Regions from separate parts of the Mus musculus genome. Here all the other regions are linked to region 5. A link is a contact called in public Hi-C and promoter capture Hi-C data. All regions are on one chromosome and are shown on one strand. Each heading gives the region's core, a stretch centred on a gene start, on an enhancer-like site or on the middle of the called end of the contact. The rest is flanking DNA. Distances are from core to core; before and after follow the strand shown.

Region 1 (4,118 bases), core at 1,452-3,951, 2.5 Mb after region 5:
TGGACATCAGTGGAGGAGAGGCCCTTGGGCCTGAGGGTGTTCGATGTCCCAACGTAGGGGAATGCCAGGGTGGGAAGATAGGAGTGGGTGTGTGGGTGGGGGAGTACCCTCATAGAGGCAGGGGGAGAGGGGATGGAGTAGGGGGTTTCTGAAGGGGAGACCTGGAAAGGGGAAAACATTTGAAATGTAAATAAAGACAATATCCAATAAAAAATTAATTTTCAAAAAAACCCAACAACCTTACTGTTTTCCAAAAGGGAAGGGGGGAATCAAATTGTAATCCTGTAACTGTAAAACTCCATCTGGACAATCTCTAAACTAAACTATTTAGGAGGGTGAATTATGACAGGGTCTTTATGGTCCAGGTTGGTCTTACGGTCATATCAATCCTTCAACCTTCCAATTGCTGGGGCTCACAGTCATGAGCCTCTATGCCTACACCAAGCTTTTTTAAGTTTATGAGAAATAATTCCAAATTTCTCAGACAGACCACCTTCTCCCCTTCCCCCTGCCCCCAGCTTCTCTCTCTTTCACATTTTCATATTTGCTGGGGGAGACAGTAGAGAAATTACAAAATGACTGCTCCATTAGGGGGAAGGGTTTTATTGTTAATAAAAAAAAACATCCAGGGGCTGGAGAGATGGCTCAGTGGTTAAGAGCACTGACTGCTCTTCCTAATGGTCCTGAGTTCAAGTCCCAGCAACCATGTGACAGCTCACAATCATCCGTAGTGAGATCTGACGCCCTCTTCTGGTGTGTCTGGAGACCGCTACAATGTACTTACATATAAGAATAAATAAATCTTTTTTTTTTCCTTTTTTTTTTTTTTTTTGAAAAAGAGAGAAAACATCCAGAGGCCCCTGAAAGATTCCAGAGCAGAGAGAAAAAGTAGATAGGAGATGGGCAGGGCCATCTGGAGAGGAGAGAGTTGGGGAGACAGGGAGGAGGGGGTGGAAAATCATTAAGTTATAAGGTGGATGCGTAGGTGGGGGTGGGAAGCAGCCATGAAGTTTTAGGGTAGAGGGAGAAGGTGAGAAGGGTCAGGATGCTAGTGTGGAATCTTTGAAGTGAGTAACAAGTACTTGTGAATAGGGACCTCAGCAGCCTGGAGGCCACGTGGATATGCTGATAAGTGCCATAGCTATAAGTCAGTGGAGAGCCAGGTGTCCCTTCTGCCAGAAGTAAGGGAAAGGACTCCTTTTGGGGGAATAGGAACTTGTTTCACAAGTTTCCTAGGAATTCTGGCTTTTATCTAACACCAGAATTCCTTCTATAGTCCATCTTGAGCTCATTCTGGATATGTGGACTGCCTGAGACCTAATGTGTGTGTGTGTCCCTGTGCAAGCATGATACTAGTGTGGTCAAAAGACAACAATTTGTGGTAATTTATTTTCTCCTTCTTCAATTGGGTTTTGTTTTAGTCACTGTTTTATTGCTGTGAATATATACCATGACCATGACAACTCTTGTAAAAGAAAGCATTTAATTGGGGGCTTGCTTCCAGTTTCAGATGGTCCGTCTATCATCATGGCAGGGAACAGGTCGACATGCATGGTACTGGAACAGTAGCTAAAAGATACATCTGATTCACAAAAGGAGACTGGGTTTGCCATTGGCTTTTTTTTTAAATGTTTATTTATTTATTTATTTATTTATTTATTTATTTATTCTATGTAAGTACACTGTAGCTGTCTTCAGACACTCCAGAAGAGGGCATCAGATTTTGTTACAGATGGTTGTGAGCCACCATGTGGTTGCTGGGATTTGAACTCAGGACCTTTGGAAGAGCAGTCGGTGCTCTTAACCACTGAGCCATCTCACCATCCCTGCCATTGGCTTTTGAACTCTTTTTTTTTTTTTTCTGAGACAGGGTTTCTCTGTGTAGCCCTGGCTGTCCTAGAACTCACTCTGTAGACCAGGCTGGCCTCGAATTCAGAAATCTGCCTGCCTCTGCCTCCCAAATGATAGGACTAAAGGCAAGCTCCACTACTGCCCGGTGACTTTTGAACTCTTAAGGCCCACCCCGAGTGACACACATTTTTCCAACAAGACCACACCTAATCATTCTAATCGGTTTCAAATAGTGCCACTTCTGATGACTAAGCTTTAGATATGGGATAGGCATTCTTATTTAAACCAGTACAGGTTCTGAGGATTGAACTTAGATTGGGTTGTCAGACATAGTGGCAAGTACCTTTAAAGGCTGAGCCATATCCCATAAAAACTTATTTTATTTACATGCATGTTTGTGTACCTATATATGTGTATGCTATGTGAGTATGGGTGCAGGTGTCTCCAGAGTCCAGAAGAGGGTGTTGAGTCACCTGGTGTTGGAGTCTGGAATTAGGGATGAAGCCAATTTAGATCGTGACACTAAGTGTTTCAATTTCATCCTGTGACACTTTCTGGTCCTAGGACCCAGAACTGTGGACTGAATGAATAAGATCCCAGGAGAGCACAGACCAGCATCGCCGAACTTCTAGTCCGGTGTCAGGGTCCGGAAAGATGCTCAGAAAAGATTTGCGGAATGAATGAGTGAAAAGAAACGAAAGGGAAACCTTTCCTTTACCAAAATGGCCGCGTGTCCCTTTACCAACGCGGCGGTCCCTGGCCTCTTGGGCGGGGACGTGGTGGGCGGGGCCAGTGAACAGTCAGGTGCGGCCCCGCCCTCCTCTGCCCTCACTTGATTCCGGATTGGTCCGGTTCCAGCGCCGCAGCAGGCCGCGGGCTGAGGGGCCGCCTGGTGCTCGCCACTTCCGGCGCGTTGGGCTGTTGGCAGAGGGTGGCCGCGAGGGGCGAGCCGCGGCTACTGGTGGCGCGCAGGGATGCGGAGGGAGCCCGCCGCGAGGACAGAGGTGGCGAGGACAGCAAGGGCCCGCGGGCCTCTCTCCTGAGCCGGCCGCGCCGCCCAGGCCCAGGCAGCCTCTGCCCCTTCAGTCTCGGCTGAGGCCCGTCGCCGCCTCGGGCCGCGGAGGCCGGGGAGTCCCTGCCTGGGCCCGCAGCCTCCCTCTCGGGGGTCGGGCCCAGGCGGGGGGCCTCGTGTAGCCGCCTCTGAACCCCATTTTCTGCTTTTGCGTTTCCCCGGGGTGGGCCGAGGTCTGGATGAATCGCTTCGGGGGGTCCCCGAAGGGGCCCGTGTGCTCCTTTTAAAGGTGCCGGCGGGGCCCGGGTAGGGAACCGGTTGTCTTTGCATGGGCGGGGGACTCCCCGAGCCTGCCGGGACCATGACCTGAACTGTGCGAGCGGGACACGACGGATCCCAAGAGCTAGCTCACCTGAGCCATCCCCTTCCCGGCCAGCATGGTGAGTGGGTCCAGGGACCGGGTTGGAGGGGTGGCAGTGGGCCTCAGAGCAGCTGAGCCATCTCTTCTTCCCTGAGGCGGGGAGAGGCGCGTGCGAGCCTGGCCGGTGACACATGCGTGCAGGGTGTGCAACCGGCTGTACGCTCCCATTGCCCCCACCCCCACCCCCACTGGATGTCTTGAGTAGCGCCACGGATACAACCCCCTGCCTCACTGTTGGCTGTGCCCTTGTGCAGCAAGTCGTGATTATCAGTATCATTTATTTATTGATGGCATACTGTGTGTCATTTCCTTTGCTAAGTCAGTGGTATGTATTTTGTTAGTATATCAACCCCCTGATTGGAAATGGGGGATACTTGAGGCAAGAAGCAGTTAATTACTCTGCCCAAGGTCAGTTGACTCTTTTGGGTTAGTAGCACTATTTGAACATAAGCAATCTGTTATAGAACTGGCTGGATTTTTGGAGACCATCTGTCCAGCGGTAGGTTTGCGTTTGCAGAAATCTAAAGTAGTATTTGTAGAGGTTACTGGTTACGGATACAGACGATGGCAGAGTCAGCAGTGGGGTCTTTGGACATCTTGGTTGCTGTTCTTTTTGTTTTCTGCTCTGGCCTTTTCCTTGGAAAACTATGCATACTTTCAGGTCCCACTAAAAAAAACCTCTCTGAAAGGAAAATACCTCCTCTTCTTGCAGGCTTTTTAGCTTTTCCATAGTCCTTGGGGTTTGTGTACTCAGAGCAGTTGGTTGAGTGCTTGTCTTTTGCCATTTTAATGTTTCTGAGCCTTATCTGCCCATCACAGTAGGCAAGGTGAAGT
Region 2 (4,040 bases), core at 136-2,635, 2.6 Mb before region 5:
TACCTAGAATAAAGACTTTCAATTGGTTGTGCACTCTGAGGGGGCTCCCCATACTAAACAGAACAAGAATGATGACCACTTAGAATGTGGGGAATTTCTTTTAAAAATATAAATTGAGCCTTTTAGAATTAAAGGTTACTGTTTCTAGATTTTGTTTATACTGAATCTCTGATTTCTCTTTCAAACTTGATGAACACATTATACATACACTCTGGTGACTGTCTATAGAATTCAATCATCTTTTTCTTGATGACATAAACACGTTTTTTGAACAGGGGTACACATACAGACTAAAATGAAAATTAAAGCAAAACGTTTTTTCTGAGCGATGAACAAAAAGTTCTGGGACAAAACTAGGTTATGGCTGAACAAAACTTCCCCAGAAATTATATATAAGGCCTCAAGCACAACTTTAAAATTCAGGTACTCCACATTTCTGTAAACAAATTTCTCCCCTCGCCTCAATAGATGTTTAAATTATCTACACAACCCACTTCAGGAAGATAATGGGGGTGGGTATGGGGTGGAACGACAGCCGATACCTAGCTTTCTTTCCAATGAGTATAAAGTTTCAAGTCCCACTTGTCACCACAGAAAGTTTGACCGTACAATGTACTTCTGAAGGGACCAAGGCCCATTGCCAGTTTTTGTCAAGGTTATGAGTGAGAAACCTTAAGTCGCAGCTTTGAGCCTCTTGGACATTTTTAACCTTGAGAATTCTGTCATTTAGGACGTGCAAGCACGCTCCACCGGGTTCCTGAGGCTCGGAAGCCGGGTCTTAGTGGGTTCAGTGTTTAGTGCCTTCGGCCACTCAGCATTATTCTGCAATGCTAAGCGCCGCGCTCCACTCTACAGCCCACGGAGGTGACCTGAGCAGTGAAACAACGCGATCAGCCGTGGTCGCACTGCTTCAAAAGCAGCCTGCATGGCCTTCACTCCACGGGCTGGCGCAGGAAGGGTCCCCGGAGTCCTCTTCCGAGGACCTCGGATTGGGAGCTGGCTTTACAGGCTGCTTGAGCCAAGGAGACCGCACCTATCTGCTTTGGTACCACCCTCAGGGTGCCGACACCGCCCAGGCGCCACCCCACCTCCCACCCTAAAGCGTCGCTGCTTTGCCAACGTGGAAATAAACCCCTGGGTTCCCGCGCGCAGAGCACTGCGCATGCGCGCGGCACCTGCCCCAGGAGCGGAGGAATTCCGCGCACGAGCCAACCCCTGGCTCTTTTCCGCGGAGATTTTAAACCAACTTCTGGAAGGGAGACGAACACGCATGCGCACGTGTGGTGGTTGGGTCCCGGGATGGGAAGGGTTGGAGTGGGATGGGGTGGGGTCGGGGGAAGAACCGGAAGTTGTGCTGAACCTTCACCTCCCCTGGGCACTGAAGGAAACGCAAGCTCTGCGAGAGAGGTTCCGACGCCGCCTGGGTTGGAGGAGACAGAATGGAGACCGCGATCGAAGACGCGGGACTGGACCGCGGCCCGACGCTGACCTCGTCCTGGGATGCGGCGTGCGGGGCGCTGACCCAAAGCCTTTTTCTTACCCGGACTGGGCCACGTGCCCAAGACTTGGACTTCGAGCAGCTACTGGAGCCGCCAGCTCCGAGGTGCGCCGGGCCAGGGCCGGGGTCGGGTGACAGTCACGCTGCTGAGGAGCCGGGAGGAGGACGGGAGCCGAGACGGGCGAGGGAGCCGAGCGAGGCCGCGGGGACGGCATGGGGGAGAGCGGTGGTGCCTGGAGGTGGGCGAGGCTGCGGGCAAAGGGTGCGCGCTGGGCCGGAGAGGCCGGGAAACTCGTGTTCAAGATGCCCTCCTGTTACAATCCTCCTCGCCCCCCACCCGCGAACGCCCCCAGTCTTCTATTTGGGGGGAACAAGAACCACGGCGTCTTGGAAAAAGACACATGGTTGTTTTAACATTCAGTAAACGCTTTTAATTGACTGCGAATGAATTAGATAGTTGAATAGGCTGTCCACGGTCTAGGAAAAGTGGACGGGAATGAATGCCCTGACGCCTCAAACCTCTGTTCCTTATTAATTCTGTGAGAAGTATCTGTGGGTGATGGGGAAGGTTCTTGGTTCTCATGGCAAGTAGAGGTGAGTTTGAAAGGATTAATGGGTTATGCTTCTACTCGGAAAACTTATCTCTGTGATTTTTTTTTTTCAATTTTCTTCTCAGCCAGGATCCGGTTAGTCTGAAAAGCAGCCTGAGCCCCCGAGATGAAAACCCCTGCTTCATTTACCTGAACTGTGGCCCTAATGGGGGTGAAGAAATCCTTTCGGTTGGCGTTCTGAGTTCAGCAAGAAACATGGAAGTATACTTAGGAGAGGAGTATTGTGGAACCAGTCGAGGCAAGACTGCCTGCACTGTCCTGGATGACAGGTTTGTGACTTGTCTAGATGAAAGTGTTCATATGAATCAGTGTCTTTATTCTCAGCTCGTAATGTTTGTGGATTTTCTGAGACTGACAGGACAGGAGTCATTAGGGAAGAGAAGTTAAAAACATGCCAATAGACATAGGTTAGACCACTAAGCCTTCCAACGGCAGGGTTGATGAGCAAGCTTAAAAATATGGAGATTTCGGGCTAGTTAACTGGAAGTGAGTTGGCGGGTCACTGGTAATTAGTGGAAGAGCTTTATTAGAATGCAGTCCAGGTAAGCATTCTTGTTCTCACGTATCTCAGCAGGATCTGTTTAACAACCATTAGACATTCTGAAACTGACTCTCTTCCCTTCTAGAAGGCTCCTTGTGATTGATATATCAAACTAAGACTGTCACGGCAGCCTATTTACTGACCTATTAAAAGATGGACAGTTTGTGATTTTTTTTTCCCCCCAGTCTTGTACAGGGTTCTGCCCAGATCTGTCCTGAACATAATGCATGCTCTAGGTCCTGCCTGTGTTGGAAAGAATAGTAGTGTTTATAGAGCGTTAAAGTATGCCATGTGCTCCCTCGTTCAGTCCCCCATATAGCTGGCAAGTGGTAGGTACTGCTCCTCCACGCGGTGCAGCGCAGGCAGGAGCCCATTACTCCCTGTACCTGACCAGGAAAAGGGAATCTCTGAGATGAAGGAGTGTCCCGAATCATTTGTTCTTAAGTATATGTTAATGTTTACAACCAATGGCTGTTAAAAATGAATTCTTTTATTTTAGTGAACATGAAAAGATCTTGTTATACAAAAAATACCTAAAATTGGATTCTCCCACGCATGCCTGTAAAATAAAGGTGAGTCATCACCAAATTTAAGATTTAAGGTTGATCAAATTGTTTTTGTTTTTGTTCTATACACACTTATTTTCTCTTGGTTTGGCAGTACAGTAGTCTAACATGGTCCCTAGGTTTAGTCCAGAAATGCTTAGTTAGCTAGTAAAGGGGTACTGTTTTTCTAAAAAATTATTAATCCTTTAAACATTGAAAATCTCTTTAAAGTGTGATAATTTCCGGGGTCCATCCCATAATCAGCCACCAAAAGCAGACACTATTACATATGCCAGCAAGATTTTGCTGAAAGGAGCCTGATATAGCTGTCTCCTGTGAGGCTTTGCCAGTGCCTGGCAAATACAGAAGTGGATGCTCACAGTCATCTATAGTATGGAACACAGGGCCCCCAATGGAGGAGCTAGAGAAAGGACCAAGGAGCTGAAGGGGTCTGCAACCCTATAGGGAGAACAACAATATGAACTAACCAGTACCCCCAGAACTCATGTCTCTAGCTGCATATGTAGCAGAGGATGGCCTAGTCGGCCATCATAGGGAGGAGAGGCCCTTGGTCTTGAGAAGATCATATGCCCCAGTACAGGGGAAGGCCAGGGCCAGGAAGCGGGAGTGGGTGGGTAGGGGAGCAGGGCGGGGGGAGGGTATAGGGGACTTTTGGGATAGCATTTGAATTGTAAATGAAGAAAATATCTAATTAAATAATAAAGTGTGGTAATTTGTATTAGTTACAGAAAATGTTTTGTTAATATAGTAGTGCTATATTTTGAAGCCTTGTTCAGCTAAGAACATTTTAAAAGTCTTTCTATAAAACTATAATACCACAAAAG
Region 3 (3,754 bases), core at 11-2,510, 2.7 Mb before region 5:
CAACCACAGCAAAGGCACCCAACTGTCCTTTCACTTCAAAGTTAGCTAAATGGGCTCGTCAATCGCCTAAGTAGAGAAACATCCTCCAGGAAAGCTGTCTCTTTCAGGCACCTGAAGAAATAGCACCAAGTCCAGCTAACGTAGGTTTGCTCATGGTTCAACCCATTGCCCCCTCTGACTGGTCAGAGTGTCTTCTGTTATTCTGACAGATGCTGTCATCTGCACTGTACTGTGTGTCCTAATTCCAAGCTCAGGAAATCCGAGAGAGCAAAGGGAGGCCAGAAACATCCTGGTGAGACAAGAGGCTGGCCTCAGACCAAGTTTGAGGAAGAGGACTAGAATGGGCTTTTGGGCTCCTCAGAATCTAAGGGAGCTGGTCAGATCCCCGCAGTGAGATAAAGCCTAAGAAATTCCTTCCCTGAATGGTTAAGACCCAGAAATATGAGAGGTCCCTTCCAGCTGGGCTGCTGAAGGGAAGAGAGTGTCAATAGGCTCGACAAGCAGGCCTAGATTTTAGTCATTAAAAATCATCATTATCGGTTGGGTGATGGTGGCGCACGCCTTTAATCCCAGCACTCGGGAGGCAGAGGCAGGCAGATTTCTGAGTTCGAGGCCAGCCTGCTCTACAGAGTGAGTTCCAGGACACCCAGGGCTATACAGAGAAACCCTGTCTCGAAAAAAAAAAAAAACAAAACAAAAACAAAAACAAAAAAAACCCCAAAAAACAAAACAAAAAAATCATCATCATCATCCGGGGAAATGTGGCATGAGCTGGGACGGATCCTGAAGGAAAACCAGACGGAGGTGAAGGGTCTGTGGAGACCCAGCCCCAGGCTCAGCCCCCTCCACCAGCCTCCCAGACCCCCAGCCCATTAGGAAAAGATGACGTCGCCAGGAATCAGTGTGGCCACAGGCCTCCTGAGACGGTCGCTTCGACCGACCCCACTCACCAGCCCGCCCATACGCCACAGCTGGAGCGCAGAGACCGCCATCCTCGCTTCGGGCAGGGTGGCCCTGTTAAGCTCGCAAGGCTTTCCACGAACCCTTGCGCAAGACTCCCTCGGCCTGGCAAGCTCGGGCCCTGCCCACTCCGAGCATCCGCCCCTCACACACCCCTTTGAGTCCCCGCCCACTGCCGCCTACGGAACCCCAGGAGAGACATAATTCTCTCCTTGCTCCCTGCAGCACGCTCACGCGAGACTTGGGCAAGGCGTGGGGCGGGCGGGAAGGGAGCGGAGACACAACAAATATGGCGGCTACAGCTGCGACGCTGACGAACGCTGAGGCGGTGGCGGTGGCGGCGACGGCAGTGAAAAGGGCTGTGGGGATTCCTCGGTGCGGTTGTCAGGAGGTGAGTCACGGGGGGCGGTCAGCTTCCACGGCGGCGCTACGGTTACTCAGGGCACGTTGACGGAATGGCGGAAGGTAAAGTGCCGGGTTCATTGCTAGCCGGCTAACACCGCTTTCGCCTTGGCCACAGCGGAGGGTCCTGCGTGCCCCGTGGGCTGCCAGCGTGGTGACTCGGGACTCTCTTGGGCTCGTAAGTGACTGGGTGCGCCGCCCGGAGGCTCGCGAGCGAGTCGGCGCCGTCGGGCCGCAGCTCGGAGCTCAGGGTGGGGAGCTGTCTCCGGCTTTGACAGGTGGCGATCGCAGGGAGCATCCCTGTGTAGTGCATTCTCGGGGTGCCAAAGTCGACCCCAGCAACCCCGGTGTATCCTGGATAGGGTGTTAACCCCGGGCTGCTGTTGGGAAGGAGTTTTCTTTCTCTCATGACCTGGCGTCTACTGCCTGTACTTTCCAATGTTGGGAACAGGTGAGGCTGGGGAGGATCTTCCGACTCATTCAAGATTTCTGTCCCCGATCGATTCATCATCGATCGACTGTCGGGAATGTTCTTGGATGCTCAATGTGGCTCCTCCTCAGCTAAGCGTCCAAGTGCTGTCTGTCTAACTGTAGATCCTAAGTATAGTCAGTGGTAGCTGCCAGTAACCACATGGCCTCTTTAATGACTCCTTTGTGTGCTGGTCAGAACCGGACAGAGGAGTGAGAACGGACATGAAGACTTCTGAAGTTGTGAGGTCCAGGGAAATTACACTTAGAAGACACAGCATGAAAACAGCTGCTTAAAACATCTGGACTACTTGTAAGACTTTGTCTTGAGTTTATGTTGTCTTCAGCACAGCTGAGGATGAACGTTTTCTTGGAAGTTCCTTGCGGGGGAACTGGGATGTTTGAAGTTCTTTTCCTGTAAGGGTCCCGTGTTTCCCAGGAAACCGTAACTGTTGTACTGTGGGACACTGAAGATGGGCTTCAGATATGCCGTGGTTGAGTCCTGGTGGTTGTTACATATATTTCCCTGGCGATAGAGCTAATGTACTTTTATGTGCAACTGGACTTATTCAGCAACATTAAGCCTGGCATCTCTTGAAATTAGCATATTATATATGAATGGCATTGAAGTTTTTTTGTTAAAAGTAAATGACCAGTGGCAACATGATAGTAACACAAATGGCTAGGATGTAATTGTGGGCCACCAAGCTTGCCCTTGCTTTTTTTTTTTTTTTTCAGTTAATGATAATGACACACAAATTATGTTATTAACTTGTTACTAAGCCTGTAGTCCCTAGCAAAGTTTTCACTTACGTGTCTTTCTTTGCAGACTTCTTGTGGCTTTTGAATTTTAGTTGAAATTCCCTCCATGGCCTTTTGGACGCCTTTGTTGTATCTCCAGAGTAAATTTCAATTATTCAACATTTCAGCAGTGTTGCCGTGGAAAGTAAAAAGTGGAGCTAAATTGGGGTGAACAGGTTAGATTGTATCATTCTTTTTTTGGATTTCTTCAGATGTGGCTTCATTTCTGTTTTCCTTTTTATGTTTTCTGACTTCTCAGAAGAGCCTTATCACAGTGTTCATGCATTCAGAGTCTTTAGCAGACGGGAACTCAGGAATTGTGTTCTAATTCTTTTTGAAGGTCCATGTTACTCTGTATGAACTAAGTCTCGTTTGTCAGCCTTTACTAATGTAAATTCTCTTGGAGAGTAAATCTTTCAATGACCATAATCAACAGGTTATAGAAGTAAACACAGCTATTGAACAATAAAGAACTTCAGTAGGCCTGACTAACCTCTGGGTTAATTGTCACATAAAAAGTTGGGCTAACCCAGTACAGGGGAATGCCGGGGCCAGGAAGCAGGAGTGGGTGGGTTGGGGGGCAGGGCGGGGGGAGGGTATAGGGGACTTTCGGGATAGCATTTGAAATGTAAATGAAGAAAATACCTAATAAAAAAAAAGTTGGGCTAAGTATTCTTCCTTATCAGTAGTAACCCTTCAGTTAAACATTTCTTTTAAAGCAGTGCTAGGTAAATGTAATACCTTATACTGTTCTTTGAATTCTCCTTTGTGTAGAGGGCATCTCTAGCACTCAGAGAGATGACTAGGGTTTGGTTGGGTTTTTTGTTTGTTTGTTTGTTTTTTAAGGTTATACACATTTTATTGCTGAAACTATTTAGCTCATATGGAACAGATAAAAGCAAATCAGACTCCAATTGAGACATGTTGTACGTGGCTTTGTCATTAGTTTTCATCCAAATCCCTTGGGGGAATAAAACAGTTTTGTTTTTTGGCCAGAAATTTCTTGATTTTGGAAGGCAAGAAGTCGAGTCAGACATGTGCTCCATGATGGTGGAGGAAAGAAGACCCTTTGATTTTTATCTTATCTGCTTCGTAGTTGTACTTACCTTCCAGTTTGCATCTT
Region 4 (4,141 bases), core at 1,334-3,833, 2.8 Mb before region 5:
CTGCACCCTGACCGCACTTGTCTTCCCATTAAGTCAAAGCTAGTATGAAATGGTTACAGGATTTGAAGGCTGAGGGGAGTCTTTCAATTAACTCACTTGCTTCTCATGGTAGGGTCCAATTTCTGCTACATAATTTCCTTCCTGTCAATTTCAACTTTCACAGTATCTCATTTGTTCATTCAGTAAACATCTACTAAATATCTACTGTGTGCCAAAGCCCATGTGACAGACAAAAAAAAAGGAAGAGGACCAGGACCAGGATCAGGAATGTAGCTCAGGCAGAGTGCTCTCCTCGCATGTGCATATTAAACACACAAAGTCACTTTTGGACAGAGGCCTCTTCCAATGAAAAATCATTCCTTTTCTCCTGGAAACAGAGTCTTAGTAGTCTAGGCTGGCCTCAAACTATCTATATAGCCGAGGCTGGCCTTGAATTTCTTATCCGCCCGCCTCCCCTTCCCAAGTGCTGGGATTCCAGGAGCAGCATCACACCTGGCTCAGATGTGCTTCTCAGTCCACTCGGATTGCTCAAGCTGGCCTCTAGGTAGCCACATGTCTACACCCCCACCATCGCTTTCCAGTATACCTACATCCAATACAGGGCAGGCAAACAAAGCTCAGAGCGCTTTGCACGTCTTGGGTTCCATTCCAAATCCTGCCACAGTGAAATCATAAACCTCTTAAGAAATGTTTTTACACAGCCAACTGAAATACATTCTCCTGCTAAGAACGCAAAGGCATCACTAAGATAAATATGACGGGGCTACCGTGCTCCATTTTTAAAATGTACTTTTTTTTTTAGCCTGTGAAAAGACCAACCTAAAATATCAAACTGTCCAAAGAAATCCTGACAAACCGGACCCTGAGTCCAGTCCGCTGCTTAAGACTTCTAATAGTGACAGTCAAATGCTTAAATGATGCTTCCACTAGACACTTAAGACAGTGCTCAGGGGCTGGAGAGATGGCTCAGCAGTTAAGAGCACTGGCTGTTTGCTCTTCCAGAGGTCCTGAGTTCAATTCCCAGCAACCACATGGTGGCTCACAACCATCTATCTGTAATGAGATCCAATGCTCTCTTGTTATGTGTCTGAAGATAGCTATAGTGTACTCTTATAAATTAAATAAATAAATCTTAAAAAAAAAAAAAAAAAAGACAGTGCTCAGAAGGGGCTTTACTGCAAAATTCAGGTTCCATTTGTGGTAACTTAATCCAATTTTAAAAGTCTATTATCAAAGCCGTGTTCCGCCTTCACATAAGTACTGAAAACACCTACTCTTCTTAAATAAGCATTTCTACACAAATACACTAGTAAAGAAAAACTGGTAAAATGTAGCTATATTAATACCTTGATCAGTGTTCAAATCGTGCATTTTCAGTTGATGATCTAATCCACCACTCCAGGCATGCGTTGGATCCTACAAAGCAAAATTTGGGTTTGATTTTTTTTCTTTCTTACTTTTTTTTTTTTTTTTTTGGAAGACACTATGTAGCCCTGGTTGGCCTCAAAACTCAAGAGCTCTTCCTGCCTCTGCCTCTGGGATTAAAGTTGTGGCCACCACATCCTCCCACCCCACTCTTACATTTGGAGCCAATTCAAAGTTACAAAGCTTTAGCAAGCATTTTCAACATTGCTATTTCTACAGCCAAGTGTTATGTCCAGTGTGACAGAAACTAAGAAGCAAACAAAAATGCAAGTTAGTGATCTCCACAAGGAAGCAAATACAAGGTGGACACCAGGAGTTAAGGCTAAATTAGACAACATTCATTACTTTTCAAAGGATAGCTAAAAATCAGTCTTGCTGCTAACTTCAATTATCTATGTCCAGAAAGTTTACTCAAGTCTGAATTTACAAATGGAGATTGAAATTGCCACGAGAGAAGAAATAAGAACACAAACCATTGTAGTAGGCTTGATGCCAGGCTAAAGGGAAGAATTCCCGAGTAGTTATGAACTATCAGAATTCTCGAACCGTGTATGAGATGCTACTGGCAAGGCCTAGGACATCTCAGTATTAAGGGGACAGGAGCAGAAACTGAATCCACCTACGTAGAAGGCGCAGTCCAGGACAGCACCAGTGTGCTGGTACTTGAGCCTCATGGAATTGGCGGGCACATCGTAGAGGCGCACAGACGTATCCCAGGAGGAGACCAGGAGGAACTGGGATGTGTTGGGGCTGAACTTAACCGAGGAGATGCCATCCTCGGGTGGCTGGTTCAGCTTGAATTCGTTCGAACCGGTCATCTGTAGAACAAAACGCTAAGTCTGAGTTCCTAACCGGAGCAACAGAGGCCGGCCACGGCCTGCGCCTGCGCGAGTCCCCCTTGATCCAGGCCGGCCGCCATCCCGCTTCCGCCGAGCTCCACCCGGCCTGGCCTCCTTCCTTGCCCGCAGATCCCCATATAAAACACAATGGACCTCGACCGGATCCCTCTGTGCATCGATGCGCCGGCCACGGGCCACAGATCCCGCTCCGCCCGCCCTCGCCCGAACCTCTACCTCCTGTCCGCCTAAGCAACGTTTCTGCACCGGCCACTACCGATCCGCTTCCCTCCGAGCACTCGCAGGCAAAGCGGAGAAGGCGGAGAGGAAGCTCCGGAGCAGGCCTATCATTGGCTGATTTTGAACGCCAACGGCTCGATCTCGGCAGCTGATTGGTCTGATTTACTGCTTGCCTCATTTTCCGCAGTCATCCTGTTCCGGCTCAAAGGGAAGCCGCGTTTCCCCCCCCCCCCCCGTTCACCGGGTCTCTTAGTACCTCCACGCCGAGGTTACATCTCTGGAGCTGCGGAGGGAAAACTACAACTCCCAAGTATGCTCAGGTCATGAAGGCGTTCACGCCCGCCCACAATTGTATGCTGCATGCTGGGAGTTGTAGTCTCCCTGGAGCTGCTTGCCTGAACATCCACAGACTAGAAGGCAGAAAAGAGATTTTATCTAGCTCTTGTGACATCCTTCTCCTCTATCTCTCAGACACAGAATTTCATTTTGGTTGATAACTACTATAGATATAAATTAATATTTTCTTTCTAGCCGTGCACATACCCCTGGACTTAATCCAGACTAGTCATACTGAAGAATAATTTCTAGTCAAAGGTACTATTTGCTTTTATTTTGCTGGGTTATCAATTTGTGAACTAGAGACTCATTTCCCTTGAGTTCTAGTGATCTCATTTTTATCGTTTCATCTCTCCACAGTTTTCAAGCACCTGAATGTCAGGCCTCTTAAGCAGCTCTGGGAATACACACTCAGTCAAACTACTCCTTGCTTTAGAAGAGTACCACACCCATAAGGGTGAACAGAGCAGGACACAAATATTTCCAATCTTTAACGATCAGCCAGAATCTCTTAGGAATGTTCATCATAGGACCTAGCATTGTGACTGTCCTCCCTCTCCCACCTTCCTCTGCATTATCATGGAAGTTGCAGGCTCAGTTTGCTGCACTTTCTGTTTCTAGAATCCTCTAAAAAATATGAGAATCAAAAGGTTGTTTTGGTTCTGTGAGAGAAAAGCAGTACTTAACAAACAACATAGTAGCATACTGACATGCAAAATGTTACTGAGTTTCTAATTAATCCTTGGATACAACTTCTTTTTCTCTGTCCCATCTTTTTGAGACAATCCCTTTTATTTTGAAATTGTTGCATGAAGTAGGAAGTTGTCTCTAGTTTTAAACTACTTAACTTTCAAGGTACATTTTTAAAAAAAAAGAAAAGAAAAGAAAAGAAAAATGATCTTGCCGGGCAGTGGTGGCGCAGCCAGCACTTGGGATGCAGAGGCAGGTGGATTTCTGAGTTCGAGGCCAGCCTGGTCTACAGAGTGAGTTCCAGGACAGCCAGGGCTACACAGAGAAACCCTGTCTAAAAAAATAAAAGTAAAGAAAGAAAGAAAGAAAGAAAGAAAGATCTTATGTGTGCACAGACTCTGAACTAAATGCACTTAAGATTCCTGACAATAACACACACACACACACACACACACACACACCAGTCTTTTGTCCTGATGATGGTTATTATGGCTAAAATATTCTGGTTGTCTTCCCTCTCCAAATAGTTCTAGTATGTGGTTCTTTCTCTCTCTTCTCTTTCAACAAATCAATGGCCAAGTTCAATTTTTTTTAATGCATTGAGTTGTTTTGCA
Region 5 (3,813 bases), core at 206-2,705:
TTTGACAAAGCTTACACCCTGGCCTGGTAGGGTAAGCGGGCATATGTACCTGTCAGACAGTTACGAGCACCGAGAAGAAACATGACAGAAAGGAGACACTGCAGATACACATGCTTTCAGTTGTCTTTCTTCCCTTCTGCGGGAAACTCCCCTTAGTCCTCCAAGGAGGAATTATTTGGTGGGGAAAGCTCAGCACCTAACAAGCACCTGTGTGCTAGGCACTAAAAAACAGGACCCTGAAAATGAAAAGAGGTAAGAAGTTCACAGTCCACATGGAGGGGCAGAGTACTTAGCTCACAAGTATTTACACAACAATACGTGTGGGACACTAGATATAGAACTCTACAAAAATGAGACAGGGTATAGTGACGAATGCCTTTAATCCCAGCACTCAGAGGCAGAGAGGCAGAGGCAGGTGGATCCTTTAAGTTTGAGGCCAGCCTGATCTACACAGTGAGTTCTAGGACAGTCAGTACTACACAGAGAGACCTTGCTCTCAAACCCAGGGATAGGAGCTGAAAACATGAAATCTAAGCAGACAGGTAAAATGTCATGACTGAGGCCACACAGCAAGTTAATGGCAGTGCCGGGTCTGAACACAGTCTGTGCTCCAAACCACCAGAGAGAGACAGACGAGAAAGAGAGACAGAGACAAACGAGAGAGAGAGAGAGAGAGAGAGAGAGAGAGAGAGAGAGAGAGAGAGAGAGAAATCAGCCTTCCCAGATATACACAGAGCTTAATCAAAAGTGTAACGGGGGGGCTTTTACTAGGAGAGAGTGTATAGTCCTCTACAAGAGAGGCATTGTCTCCTCTGGAGAAACTTACTGTCTCCTAGGTGATGTCCTACCCTATCACCGGTGTTTCCCAGTAAGAGAGCAGCTTTCGGATTCTAGCAAAGGGTAACTGTCTAATTTAGCTGCGTTTTCTGCCAGCACCAGCACACCAGTGGGTGTTCAACAAACAGTTGCGCAATGACAGGAGTTCCAAGCCTCATCACCGGAGCCCCTCCTCCAGGATCCTCCAGTCCCTGGCCCTCTGAAAGCTGGTCACTGCTGACCCTGGCAAGCGACTCAGAGCAGGCGACACTCCTGTCCCACCCGCCTCCCGGGACAGACACTGGCCCCCAAGCGCCCTCGGCTCACTACCTCCGGGTAAGAGCAGGGAAGCCGGGGAGGCGGCGGCCTGCGTGACGGGGATGAAGGGCACGTTGAAGCTGAACTCCGTGGCCGAGGAGGAGAAGAGTAAGTTAGTGCCTGACGAGGAGGCGGACGCTCCGCCGCCGTTAGCCTTCCTATCCGCCATGGCTGCAGACCCCCGGCCGTTACGTGGCTCTGCGAGCCCGGTGCTGCACACAGACCGGAAACCGGTTAGCGAGGATGCCACCGCACTTCCGCACTTGCGCACAGGTGCCACAGGCCAGCGACTCCGGGATCGGTTTTCTTCCGGAATTTGACGCCGCCCAAAATCAATAAGGTGGAATCGGCTTCAGACCCAAGCCTATCACGTGACAGCCTCGGTCTCGCGAGACTGGGTCAGCCTCTGGAATCACAGCATAGAATAGAGAGGTGTGGCCGATGAATCCTAGCGTTAATTGACGCTCGAAGTCGCAGATTCTGAGATGTCCTGGACGCCCTGAGTTTCTCATGGAGTATCTGTTTTTGGTTGGTTGGTTTATTTGCTTGCTTGCGAGGCAGGATCTCTCTATGCTGCCCAGACTGACTTTTTATCCTCCTGCCTCAGCTCTTCCATTTCTGAGATTAATACCACCACACACTGCAATTCTTATATCTTTATGACAGGCGGTCATAAGAATTGGAAGTAAGAATTATTATCGGCTGGGTTCCTTTTTTTTTTTCAGTTACGTTTTCATGATGTTGCCTGGAATTCTCAAGAGGTCTGTCTGCCTCTTCTTCCCAAGAGCTTAAAAGGAGTGTGCCACCACTCCAGGCTACTATCTCCTTGAATGTGTGCATCAACAAAAAGTGCCTTTGGTAAGGCAGTTCCAAGTGGTAGACGATTTATGTTTCAAAGGGGCAGAGAAAAGATGTATAATTGCAACATTCTAGAGTTACTGCTGTAATTTAGGGTTTGGGGACCTATCTGCCTACTACCAGGTTTTGGCTGGAATAAAAACATTAAATTCTGGCAGTGTTGAGTTTACCTCGACAAGCATTTCAACGGGGCCAAGAAGTACAGAGCTTAGTAATGGGGAAACTTCTGGTGAGTCATAGATAACATGGCCTCAAACTGCTAAAAGCCATGCTAGACTAGAAGTTGGTCAAGAAAATTCTCTTTATCATAAAGAAGCAAGGCTGAGAACCATATACCAGAGAGTGATATATGAAACAGACCTGAAATCCTTCCTTTTTGGGTTTACAATCTGGCAAAACAATCAACTAAACACAAAATAATATAAATGGCAGGCTTTCCTTAAGTGTGTTTCCTGGAACACTGACATCATCTGGGGACAGAGATCTAAACATTCTAGGAAGAGCGAGCATGTATCTCTCTCCATCAGATCATTAGCGAAAAACTTAAGGAAGAAAAAGCTTCCCTGAGGAAGAAAAACTAAAGTTGAAACTTGAGAACTAGGGCTTCAAACCTCTTTATGAGTGCAGGGATCCCAGAGGACCAGCCCTGCTGTGGTGTTGCACACCTTTAATTCCAGCACTTGGAAGGCAGAGGCAGGCGGATTTCTGAGATCAAGGCCAGCATGGTCTACAAAGTGAGTTCCAGGACAGCCAGGGTTATTCAGAGAAACCCTGTCTCGAATAAAAAGAGAGAGAGAGAGAGAAGAGAGAGAGAGAGAGAGAAAGGCCTAAATTCCAAAACCATCACTTTGCATAATTAACTTCAACATATGATTTTTTTTTATTTTAAACCATAACAGGAAGGGGAAAAAAAACTAAAATAACAATTAAGATGAGAAAAGGGACAGAAGAGGGCCCAGAATGAGATATACCTTTTAAGGGCATGCCCTGAGTGACTGAGTGACCACCACCTCCTCCTCCTCCTCCTCCTCCTCCTCCTCCTCCTCCTCCTCCTCCTCCTCCTCCTCCTCCTCCTCCTTCTTCTTCTTCTTCTTGTTTTTTGTCTGTTTTTTCAAGACAAGGTTTCTCTGTGTAGCCCTGGCTGTCCTGAAACTCAGAAATCTGCCTGCCTCTGCCTCCCAAGTGCTGAGATTAAAGGCGTGTGCCACCACTGCCCTGGCTGAGTGAACTTCTTCTAATCAGGTCCCTTCTTGACTGCACTCTTCCCAATTAAGGATCCATCGATAGGCACTGGAGATGTAGCTCAGCCTGGGCTACATAGTGAGTTCCAAGGAAACTAAGGCTAAATGCATAGATGATAGATAGATAGATAGATAGATAGATAGATAGATAGATAGATAGATAATAGATAGATAGATAGATGATAGCCTCTCTAAAGCCAGATATCTTAACACATAGCTTTAATTTGTTTATTATGAGGCACAGAGTTAAAATATGAAATTTCCCTCATTCGGTTCCAAGAACATGGCTACTCTCTCTACTGAAAGAATGGATGAATGCAGTGGTGATATCATCTGTCATGGTTACTTTTCTATCGTTGTGATAAAATACTATGACTAAGAAAACTTATAAAGATTTTAATTGGGTTTATGACTTTATAGGGTCAGAGTCTCCGATGTCAGGGCAAAGGCATGGTGACAGGAACAGCTGAGACCTCACATCATCATCTGAGAACAGAAGGCAGAGTGCACACTGAGTGGCGGGAGGTTTCTGAAGCTAAGTCTGCCTCCATGGCACATCTCCTCCAACAGGACCACACCT
Region 6 (3,914 bases), core at 851-3,350, 2.4 Mb after region 5:
TGGGGACCGAAAGCGCCATGCATCCGTAGCCCTGCAAGCTTCACCTTGAAATTTGCTTCGTCTTCCTTATCTACACCACGCCTGAACTCCACACCTTTTGATGGGGTTTTGATCTGTATAGCCCAGTAGCTTCCAACTTCAGTTTGTTCTCAGACCGGAGCCTTTCTGTTCCTCTCCATCCCGTGCCCCACCTGTAGTCTAGTAAAAGCAGTACTTTCTAAATTATAGAATTATTGTAATTTGTATTCAGATTGTATGTACATTAAGGTAAACAAGCAACCTGAGAGGGGTGGCTGACACCTTTAATCCCAGCATTCTGGAGGCAGAGGGAGGCAGGCAGATCTCTGTAAATCCCTTCATGCTCACTGCTCCCCTCCTAACCTTCAATCCATCTGCCACGGACTCAGCTTTTCTCAAATGCCAACATGATTTAAAAAAAAAATTTTTTTTGAGATAGAGACTCATTAGATAGCCCAGATAGAGTCAGTTTTCTGGGTTCAAGTGACCCACTTGCCTCCTGAGCATGTGGGATGCCTGGTGCGTGTGTCCAGACACTAGGTTTTCATTTGAATTGAGTAATGCAGTAGGCAACCTATTATGTCACGTTTCTTTCATCTCACAGTGTTTTACGTTTTTAATCTTTTATTACGTTTTTATTTTGTGTGCATGTCATGGCACATGTGTGAGGTAGAGGACAGCTTGTGGCAGGCAATCCTCTTCTGCCATTTGGATAGGGACAGAACTCAGATTGTCAGTATTGGTACCAAGTATTTTATCCTCTGAGCCACCTTGCTGGCCCTTACCTATTTTCGAACTCTCAATCTCTCTCTCTCTCTAACTTTCTCTTTCTCTCTCTCTTTCTTTCTCTGTCTCTGTATCTCATCATTATCTAGTCCAGGCTGACTTAAGACTCAATACAGTCCAGTCTTCAAATCCTCAAACTTTTATCTGCCTCTTCCTCTGCTGTGCTGAGAGGGATATTAAAAAAAAAAGATTTATTTTCTGTATATGGATACACTGTCGCTCTCTTCAGATACACTAGAGTAGGGCATTGGATCCAATGGTTGTGAGCCACTATGTGGGATTTGAACTCAGGACCTCTGAAAGAACAGTCAGTGTTCTTAACCACTGAGCCATCTCCAGCCCCAAGAGGAATCTTTAATTTTTTGTTTTGTTTTGTTTTGTTTTTTGTTTTGTCGAGACTGGGTCTTATGTACCCAAAGCCACATTAAAGTTAACTATTGCTATGTATCAAGGACCACTTTGAACTTCCAATTCTCCTCCTTCTACCTTTTGCAACGGGCTGGGTGAATGAGGTACTGGGGACTTGAGCCCAGGGTTTCAGGAATGCTTGGCAGTATTTACTATCAACTGAACTACATCCCAGTTCTGGAAGTGGGATCACAAAACAGTATTTTCATAGAATCATAGTATTTTGCATTCAGAATGTATGTATATTAAGGAAAACTAGCAACCTGAGACGGTTCGCCATGGAACACCTTTAATCCCAGCCTTCTGAAGGCAAAGGCAGGTGGATGCCTGTGAATTGGTGGCCACACTGGTCAAAAAAGGGAATTCCAGGACAGTCAGACATACAGAGAAACCTTGGAAATAAAAGAAAGAAAAATGAAAAAACAAGCCAAAAAAAAAAAAGCCTCTGCTCCGTGGGTGCTGAGATAAAAGGTTTGTTTAATTCACTGCCACACCTAGTGGGATTTTTTTTTTGTATGTTTTGTTTTCAAGACTAAAGGTATTAAAGGCATGTGCCACCAGCCAGATTGAGTTTGTTGTTGTTGGTTTATGATAAGGTTCCTCCGTGTAGCCCTGGTCACCCGGGAACTTGCTCAGTAAACCAGGCTAGCCTCGACCACAGAGATCGGCTGCCTCTGTCTCTTTAGTGCTGGGATTAGAGCCATATGCCATTTTTTGGTGCAGGGTACATTGCAGTTCATTGGTTCTGAGCCTCCGCCTGTCCTCCAGGAGAGACACCAGAGGGCGCGAGGACACTAGTCTTGGTTGGAGAAAAACTCGAGGCCATAGACAAAACATCCTCTTCCTCCTAAACTCTAGCATCTTTTCTTGGAGGCAGGGTCTCACTCAGTATGTAGCCCTGGCTGACCTGGAACTCGCTATGTAAACCAGGCTGTCCTTGAAATTGCAAAGATCTCCGTCCTTCTGCCTTCTCCTGGGACTAAAGGTATGCGCTACTACGCCCGACTCTATAGGAATCTAAATGTCCACAGTGAAAGCTCATGATTGGTAAACAAAAGGAGGCAGCTGCTCGCCGCTATTCATCCAACAATTACTGAGCAATGAAGCCATCAGCCAGTCACTGAAGAAGAAAAGAGGAAACAACTCACTAGCATCTGTAGAGATGTAATATTTCCAAATAATCCACTATCTCGTGAAATCGGATAAATGGGTATTCCATCTAGGCGATTGATTACACCAGCTTGCGAGGCCCCCTGGAGGCTACTGGTGGAAGTAGGAACGAGCGTCGGGTTACCATAGCGGAGGAGCCCTAGAAACCCTGGAGGCTTCCGTAGGCGGTGGCAGGTCACGTGTTCAATCCTTGCACCGGGTGACTTTCTCCGGTAGGGCTCCGGTGTCACATGACCTGCTCTTGGGCAACATGGCGGCAGTTGTGTTGCTGAGCTTGGACTGAGCAACAGCGAGTGTGGCGCGCTCCTTCCCGGGCTTTGGAGTGCGTCAGCGTGAGAAGAGGGACTGGGTCCTGGTCTTCCTGCTCCTGTCCCAGCGTCACCTGCACCTCCTGTGTGCTCTCCTCTGTCGGAACCAGAGGGAATGACGAAGCCCAGGGCTTTTCGCAGTGGTGCACTGTGCATCGGACCACGCTCCTAGGCGATAGTGGGCAAGTCTTCTCGCAGTCCTCTCTCCAACCTCCTTCCGTCGGAGGTAGGACCGAAGCGTGGGCGGTTGCGATTCCCCAGGGACCATGGCCGGGTCCGACACGGCGCCCTTCCTCAGCCAAGCAGATGATCCTGATGACGGGCCAGCGCCCGGCCATCCGGGGTTGCCAGGACCCATGGGGAATCCAAAGTCCGGGGAACTCGAGGTCCCAGACTGTGAGGGGCTACAGCGCATCACTGGCTTATCTCGGGGCCATTCGACCCTCATAGTGGTGGTTCTGTGCTACATTAACCTCCTGAACTACATGGACCGCTTCACCGTGGCAGGTACGCACTGATGCTCCGAAGAAGGGATATAGGCAAGGGAGAAGTTCCCCAGGATAGGGTCGCCTCTTGGCGCTCATTCTTTGTTTTTTCTTTCCAGGGGTTCTTACAGACATCGAGCAGTTCTTTAACATCGGAGATGGTAGTACTGGCCTCATCCAGACTGGTGAGTGAGGCTACTGCCCACACAACCCCTCGTTCTTAATTGCCTCAAGTAGGCCTACATACATGCAGGTTTGCCTAGTGAAGCTTTAGTGGCCAGGGCTCTTGGAGGCAATGGCCGTGGCTGCTCTTGGGCTGTCCACTTGAGCTGGGACATCGCACAGAGGGAGCCAGCTAGTTATTATGAGTCGGTAGGCAACACACTCATCCACTTTAAGCCTCATTTTTCTGGTCTGTAGAATGAAGCTAGTAATAAAATGGGCTAGTTCTTTAGACTGGTGTGAGGACTAGGTCATGCCTTGTGTGTGGCACATAGTGGGCACCAGGATACAATGGCAGGAGTGCTTGGCACTGCTGTGGGGGGAAAGTCTCCATTTCTGAGAGCCTATTATGTGCTAGGTCCTAGTAGTGCGCCCTAGAAGTGGTAGGGGCCCTACAAGGACGTTGGCCAGGTATTCTTGCCTATAGTTCTGTCAGCTGAGGAGTAGCATTCATTGCCTTTCCTATTTGTACTGGGAGAGCTACCTGTATTTTTATCAGAAGAGCTAAGATTTGCCC
Region 7 (3,915 bases), core at 624-3,123, 2.5 Mb after region 5:
GCAGTAGTGATGGGAAGGTATCAGCTGCTCAGGTCTGATCTGGGGAATCAGGTGTCACAGGGACAAGGGGTCAAGGGTTGGGCAGCTGGTCCTGACATGGTCTGGACAAACAAAACAGCCCAAGGATCTGAAGCCTGATCATCAGGAAAAGATGAGGGGAAGCCCCAAACTCCAGGGCTGGAGCTTCAGACACGGTAGATGTTGCAATGAATGGATAAATAAACGAACAAAGAAACTTCTATAGGGCTCTGTGTTCTGAATCCTGCCTTCCCCAGCCTGTCTGCTCACCTCCTACCTGACTTTACACCTGTCTGTGGAAGGCTGAAAAAAACCTTCCTGCCCTTTCTCGGGGTACAACGCACCCAAGATCTTCCGGCATTCCCTGGGTCCTGGGGTTTAGGACATTTGTTGAGGCCCTCTTGATTGTAGATGCTTTGGAAAGCTTAAGCAAGAATCCAGACTCACTCCTGCATCGTAGAGGACACAGTGTCCCAGTCCCGGACTTGGCCCTAGGTGTTCCCCGGGTCAGAAAAAGGGAAAACACTCAGGTTTGCTGTCCTTGGGACTTAGAGGGGCAGAAAGGTGCTCTGACCCGAAATGGTTTCTTCATTCAGGGTACCTCCCTCCCCCAAACTAGCTGTTCACTGAGAGGGCTTGTCCTCTCCCTGTTCTGCAGGGAGCACAAAGAGGGACTGGATAAAGAGCCCCACTGAGACCTGAGCTGGGGTCTCAGAGTCAGAAAATAAGAGACTCATCCTCTCAAACACGCCCCTTCCCTGCCCTCTCAGACAAAGGCACACACCCAAAGCCCCAGCTGTCACCCAGAGCTGCAGAATGCAGGCACCTCTCACCTTTGGGCGCCCCAAATTTTCTCTTTCCTGTGGGGAGGGTGGGTGTCACTTAAGAACTCAGCTTGGTCTTTGGGAGATGATAGTTACGTGTCTTTATTCTTCAAAGGACCTAAGGTCTAAGGCTCCAGGCTATTCCGGGGAGACTCTCCACCTTCTAACCCCTCTCCAGGGCGTCGCAACTCCTCTCTCCCGGGGTCCGAAGCTGTGCCCAAATCTCAGGGTTGGGGTGGAAGGTGGGGGAAGGGAGAGGAGGAGGGGGCGGCTCCTCCAAGCGAGACACAAAGAGACGTCCTTCAGCCTCGGCTCCATGGCGACGCTGAGGAGGGGGAGCGCGCACTCTGGACTTCCTTCCCCACCTGCAGGACTCTAGGGACCTCGGTACCACTCACCTGCCGCCCCTCACCTGGGTCCCACTTACCTGGGCTGGGGCCGCGGGGACGCCGCGGCAGGGGGCCTGGGCGCCGTGTCGATCTTCGTCTGCCCGGCCCGAGAGGGGCTCAGGGCACCACTACCACCATGAGCCGGGACGCTGAAGGCGTCGCAAGGGGCTTGGTCGCCCGGGTCCCGAGGCTTTGGGGTGCCCGCGGCTTCTCGTTAGCAAGAGGATCTTGCTGTCCTAGGTTTGGGGTCCCTGTGTGCCGGAGTAGCGGATTAGGGAGGCTAGCGCCCCAAGCCTGGGTCTCTCTGTGTCTTGAGGTGTGCGGTTGTAGCAAGCAGATCTTGGGGGGCCCGGGTTGGATCGGTCGCTGCGTCCCAGCAGCCGCGTGCGAGGATGGAGGTCACCGCTCAGCCGCTGGGGGGTTCGGGCGCCGCCGCTGCGAGCAGCCCGGCCCTGCGGGCTCCTGCCCCGGCCTGGCGCGGGCTGAGGCTGCGGCTCCGGCTGAGGCTCCCGCTCCGCCCGGCACTCGGGCTCCAGCGCCGGTGCCCGCCCGGGCTGCGCTCCATCGCGGCCTCGCGGCTCCGCCTCCCGCCGGCGCGTACCTGCCCGCCCGCCGCTCCGCCCTCCGCCTCGCGCGCCGCCGCACGCGCCTTTGTCCGCCGCGCCGGGTGCGCGCTCCGCGCACGCGCACTCCCGCCGCGCCCTCCCGCCAGGCGCCACGGGCCTGGACCTCCCCACCGCCGCGGGAGCCGCACGATGCCCCGCCCGCTTTCCGGCCACGCGGGGTCCTAAGGCCCGCCGGTCATTGGCATAAGCTTCTTTTTCTAGGTCAGAGCCCAGGAGGGGGCCAGAACGAGGTTAGAGAGGGCTCGGGGGAGTCACAGAGGGTCACCTGGTCCAGCTGCTTGGTCCCCGAGGGGCTAGACTGTCCCAGACTATTCCAGCCTGTGCTTGTGGGGCGGAGCCTGGATCTGTTTCAAAGAAGAAAAATAAATCCGAGCTCTCCTATTCAGAATGCACTCGCTCATTCAACTACCGGTCCATCTGTTCACCCGCCTGTCTGCCCATTCATCCTTCCACCTATCCATTCGATTTCCAGGGGACCTCATAAGACTACTAGGCTACTCAGAGACCTGGGGTCTGTGGGGCCGTGCAGGGTTCAGGCAGAACTTTCGAGCTCTGCTGTAGGGAGACCGCGAAGTAAGTTTAAGGAAAAGCTGGGATTAAAGGTGTATAGCAGAACGGAAGAAGGGGGTGGGGGGTTCCTGGCTGAAGCAGCAGCTGTGCAAAGCCACCCGGGTGTGAAGAGCTTTGTTCATTAACCGGAAATTGTAGCCTGGATGCAGGTGGGGCGATCGAGCAGAGATGGCGACAGAGTGGGAACAACGAACGCATCCTTCCAGAGGCCCAGTCTCCCATGCAGCATACTATTTTATTCATAGAAAAAGCCCCCGACGCACCCAAAATCTCTCCTCCTTTTAATCTCTGATCAGATTGTTTTCTCAAATTAGCATCCTCTTCCAACCACTCCAGCTGCTGGTAGAACTTTTAGAGCTGGTTATTGCAAACTCAGGTAGCCTTAGGTGGAGCTGGGAAGACGGCTTATTAAGTAAAGTGCTTGCCAGGCAAGCATGAGGGACTTGAGTTCCTCCAGTGCCATGACACCTGTAGTTCCAGCCCTGGGAAGGCAGAAACAGGTGGATCCCAGGGACCAGCCTGATCTGATCCGTGAGTTCCAGTGAAAGACCCAGTCTCTGAATAAATAAATAAGTACGGGAGGGGAGAAGGGGAACCAAGCGAGATGCTGCTAAAGACCAGGGTTCAGGCCCCCAGGACTCAGCTATGGCTGGGCAGGTGTAGCAGCCTAGAATCCCAGCATTTAGGAGGCAGACAGGATCCCCAGAGCAAGCTGACTAGCAAGACTAGCCGAATGAGTCAGCTCTAGGTTCAAGTGAGAAACCATGCCTCAATTTGTAAAATAGAGAACAAGAGAATCAACCTCCGTCTGCACATGCACACACATGCATGTGCACCCCACATACATGCAAACACACACATATGCATGCATACCACGCACCCACAAAAAGTTAAATGAGCTGGGGAGGGATTGAAGAATACACCTGATAATGTCAACTTCTGCCCTCTACACACACACACACACACCTAAGTTGAATAAACTACAGACAGGAACTAGAAATGTGGCTCAGTCTTGGCATAGGGAAGACCCTGGACTCAGTCCCCAGAACTGGACGAAGAAACGAAGAAACAAACACCCAAAGCTGATGCGCAGACTTCTGCTTGGCAGCCCACACTACTGCTACTGCTACTTGTAATCCTAGCCCACCTTCCTCCCACTTTTACTGAAAGTTAGTTTTCTGGAAACCAGGTCCTTTGTGGGCACCAGCTCTGTTGAGAACAATGTCTCTTAGGTTGCATTCCTAATGAGCTTGCCAAGCATCCCCTGTCCCCTCCAGGGTAAAGCTTACGCTGTATTGTGGTGTGAAGGAAAATGGCCTCCATAAGTTCTTAGAGAGTGGCACTGTTAGGAGCTGTTACCTTGTTGGAGGAAAGTGTGTCATTGGGGGTAGGCTTTGAAGTTTCAAATGCTCAAGCTAAGCCCAGGGTCACTCTCTCTTCTTGCTGCTTGAGGAAATGGGTATAGAACTCTCAGCTACCTCTTCAGCG

What was found. Promoter capture Hi-C pulls out the DNA fragments that hold promoters and counts their contacts. A called contact is a pair of places that touch in the nucleus more often than the background predicts. Capture Hi-C pulls out chosen DNA fragments and counts their contacts.
Region 1: a promoter capture Hi-C map of liver shows a contact between it and region 5, with 5 times the contacts expected there. The contact joins the promoter of Xpo6 here to the promoter of Sec23ip in region 5. A contact is called at or near these places in 3 of 39 promoter capture datasets (liver and pre-B cells), 2 of 484 Hi-C or Micro-C datasets (CD4 T cells and regulatory T cells), 1 of 115 datasets of contacts at active chromatin or transcription factors (thymic regulatory T cells) and 2 of 9 other capture datasets (adipose tissue and liver).
Region 2: a promoter capture Hi-C map of liver shows a contact between it and region 5, with 5 times the contacts expected there. The contact joins the promoter of 2310057M21Rik here to the promoter of Sec23ip in region 5. A contact is called at or near these places in 10 of 39 promoter capture datasets (the 3T3-L1 cell line, 3T3-L1-derived adipocytes, the C10 cell line and 6 more), 2 of 484 Hi-C or Micro-C datasets (B cells and olfactory sensory neurons), 4 of 115 datasets of contacts at active chromatin or transcription factors (astrocytes, bone marrow-derived dendritic cells, embryonic stem cells and 1 more) and 1 of 9 other capture datasets (liver).
Region 3: a promoter capture Hi-C map of liver shows a contact between it and region 5, with 5 times the contacts expected there. The contact joins the promoter of Ikzf5 here to the promoter of Sec23ip in region 5. A contact is called at or near these places in 7 of 39 promoter capture datasets (the 3T3-L1 cell line, embryonic stem cells, hippocampal neurons and 3 more), 1 of 115 datasets of contacts at active chromatin or transcription factors (astrocytes) and 2 of 9 other capture datasets (adipose tissue and liver).
Region 4: a contact with region 5 is called in a Hi-C map of B cells, with 7 read pairs. The contact joins the promoter of Bub3 here to the promoter of Sec23ip in region 5. A contact is called at or near these places in 3 of 39 promoter capture datasets (liver, maxillary cranial neural crest and neutrophils), 1 of 484 Hi-C or Micro-C datasets (B cells) and 2 of 115 datasets of contacts at active chromatin or transcription factors (astrocytes and embryonic stem cells).
Region 6: a promoter capture Hi-C map of pre-B cells shows a contact between it and region 5, with 2.9 times the contacts expected there. The contact joins the promoter of Spns1 here to the promoter of Sec23ip in region 5. A contact is called at or near these places in 4 of 39 promoter capture datasets (hippocampal neurons, liver and pre-B cells) and 1 of 9 other capture datasets (adipose tissue).
Region 7: a contact with region 5 is called in a promoter capture Hi-C map of adipose tissue, with 3 times the contacts expected there. The contact joins the promoter of Sbk1 here to the promoter of Sec23ip in region 5. A contact is called at or near these places in 3 of 39 promoter capture datasets (liver and pre-B cells) and 2 of 9 other capture datasets (adipose tissue and liver).

The regions. Positions count from the first base shown.
Region 1 is chr7:126,199,084-126,203,201 of GRCm38.p6, reverse strand. It overlaps Xpo6 (exportin 6), which reads left to right and starts at 2,701. Exons shown (of 24, transcript NM_001311143.2): 1 at 2,701-3,303. The coding sequence starts at 3,301.
Region 2 is chr7:131,360,071-131,364,110 of GRCm38.p6, reverse strand. It overlaps 2310057M21Rik (RIKEN cDNA 2310057M21 gene), which reads left to right and starts at 1,385. Exons shown (of 6, transcript NM_026655.4): 1 at 1,385-1,603; 2 at 2,175-2,378; 3 at 3,150-3,222. The coding sequence starts at 1,440.
Region 3 is chr7:131,407,984-131,411,737 of GRCm38.p6, reverse strand. It overlaps Ikzf5 (IKAROS family zinc finger 5), which reads left to right and starts at 1,260. Exons shown (of 4, transcript NM_175115.4): 1 at 1,260-1,351. Acadsb (acyl-Coenzyme A dehydrogenase, short/branched chain) reads right to left here and starts at 1,137. Exons shown (of 11, transcript NM_025826.4): 1 at 951-1,137. The coding sequence starts at 992.
Region 4 is chr7:131,558,812-131,562,952 of GRCm38.p6, reverse strand. Bub3 (BUB3 mitotic checkpoint protein) reads right to left here and starts at 2,583. Exons shown (of 8, transcript NM_009774.4): 1 at 2,499-2,583; 2 at 2,049-2,243; 3 at 1,347-1,416. The coding sequence starts at 2,243.
Region 5 is chr7:128,742,512-128,746,324 of GRCm38.p6, reverse strand. It overlaps Sec23ip (Sec23 interacting protein), which reads right to left and starts at 1,455. Exons shown (of 19, transcript NM_001029982.2): 1 at 1,147-1,455. The coding sequence starts at 1,303.
Region 6 is chr7:126,376,120-126,380,033 of GRCm38.p6, reverse strand. Spns1 (spinster homolog 1) reads left to right here and starts at 2,100. Exons shown (of 12, transcript NM_023712.3): 1 at 2,100-3,197; 2 at 3,295-3,360. The coding sequence starts at 2,957.
Region 7 is chr7:126,270,454-126,274,368 of GRCm38.p6, reverse strand. Sbk1 (SH3-binding kinase 1) reads right to left here and starts at 1,873. Exons shown (of 4, transcript NM_145587.3): 1 at 1,270-1,873.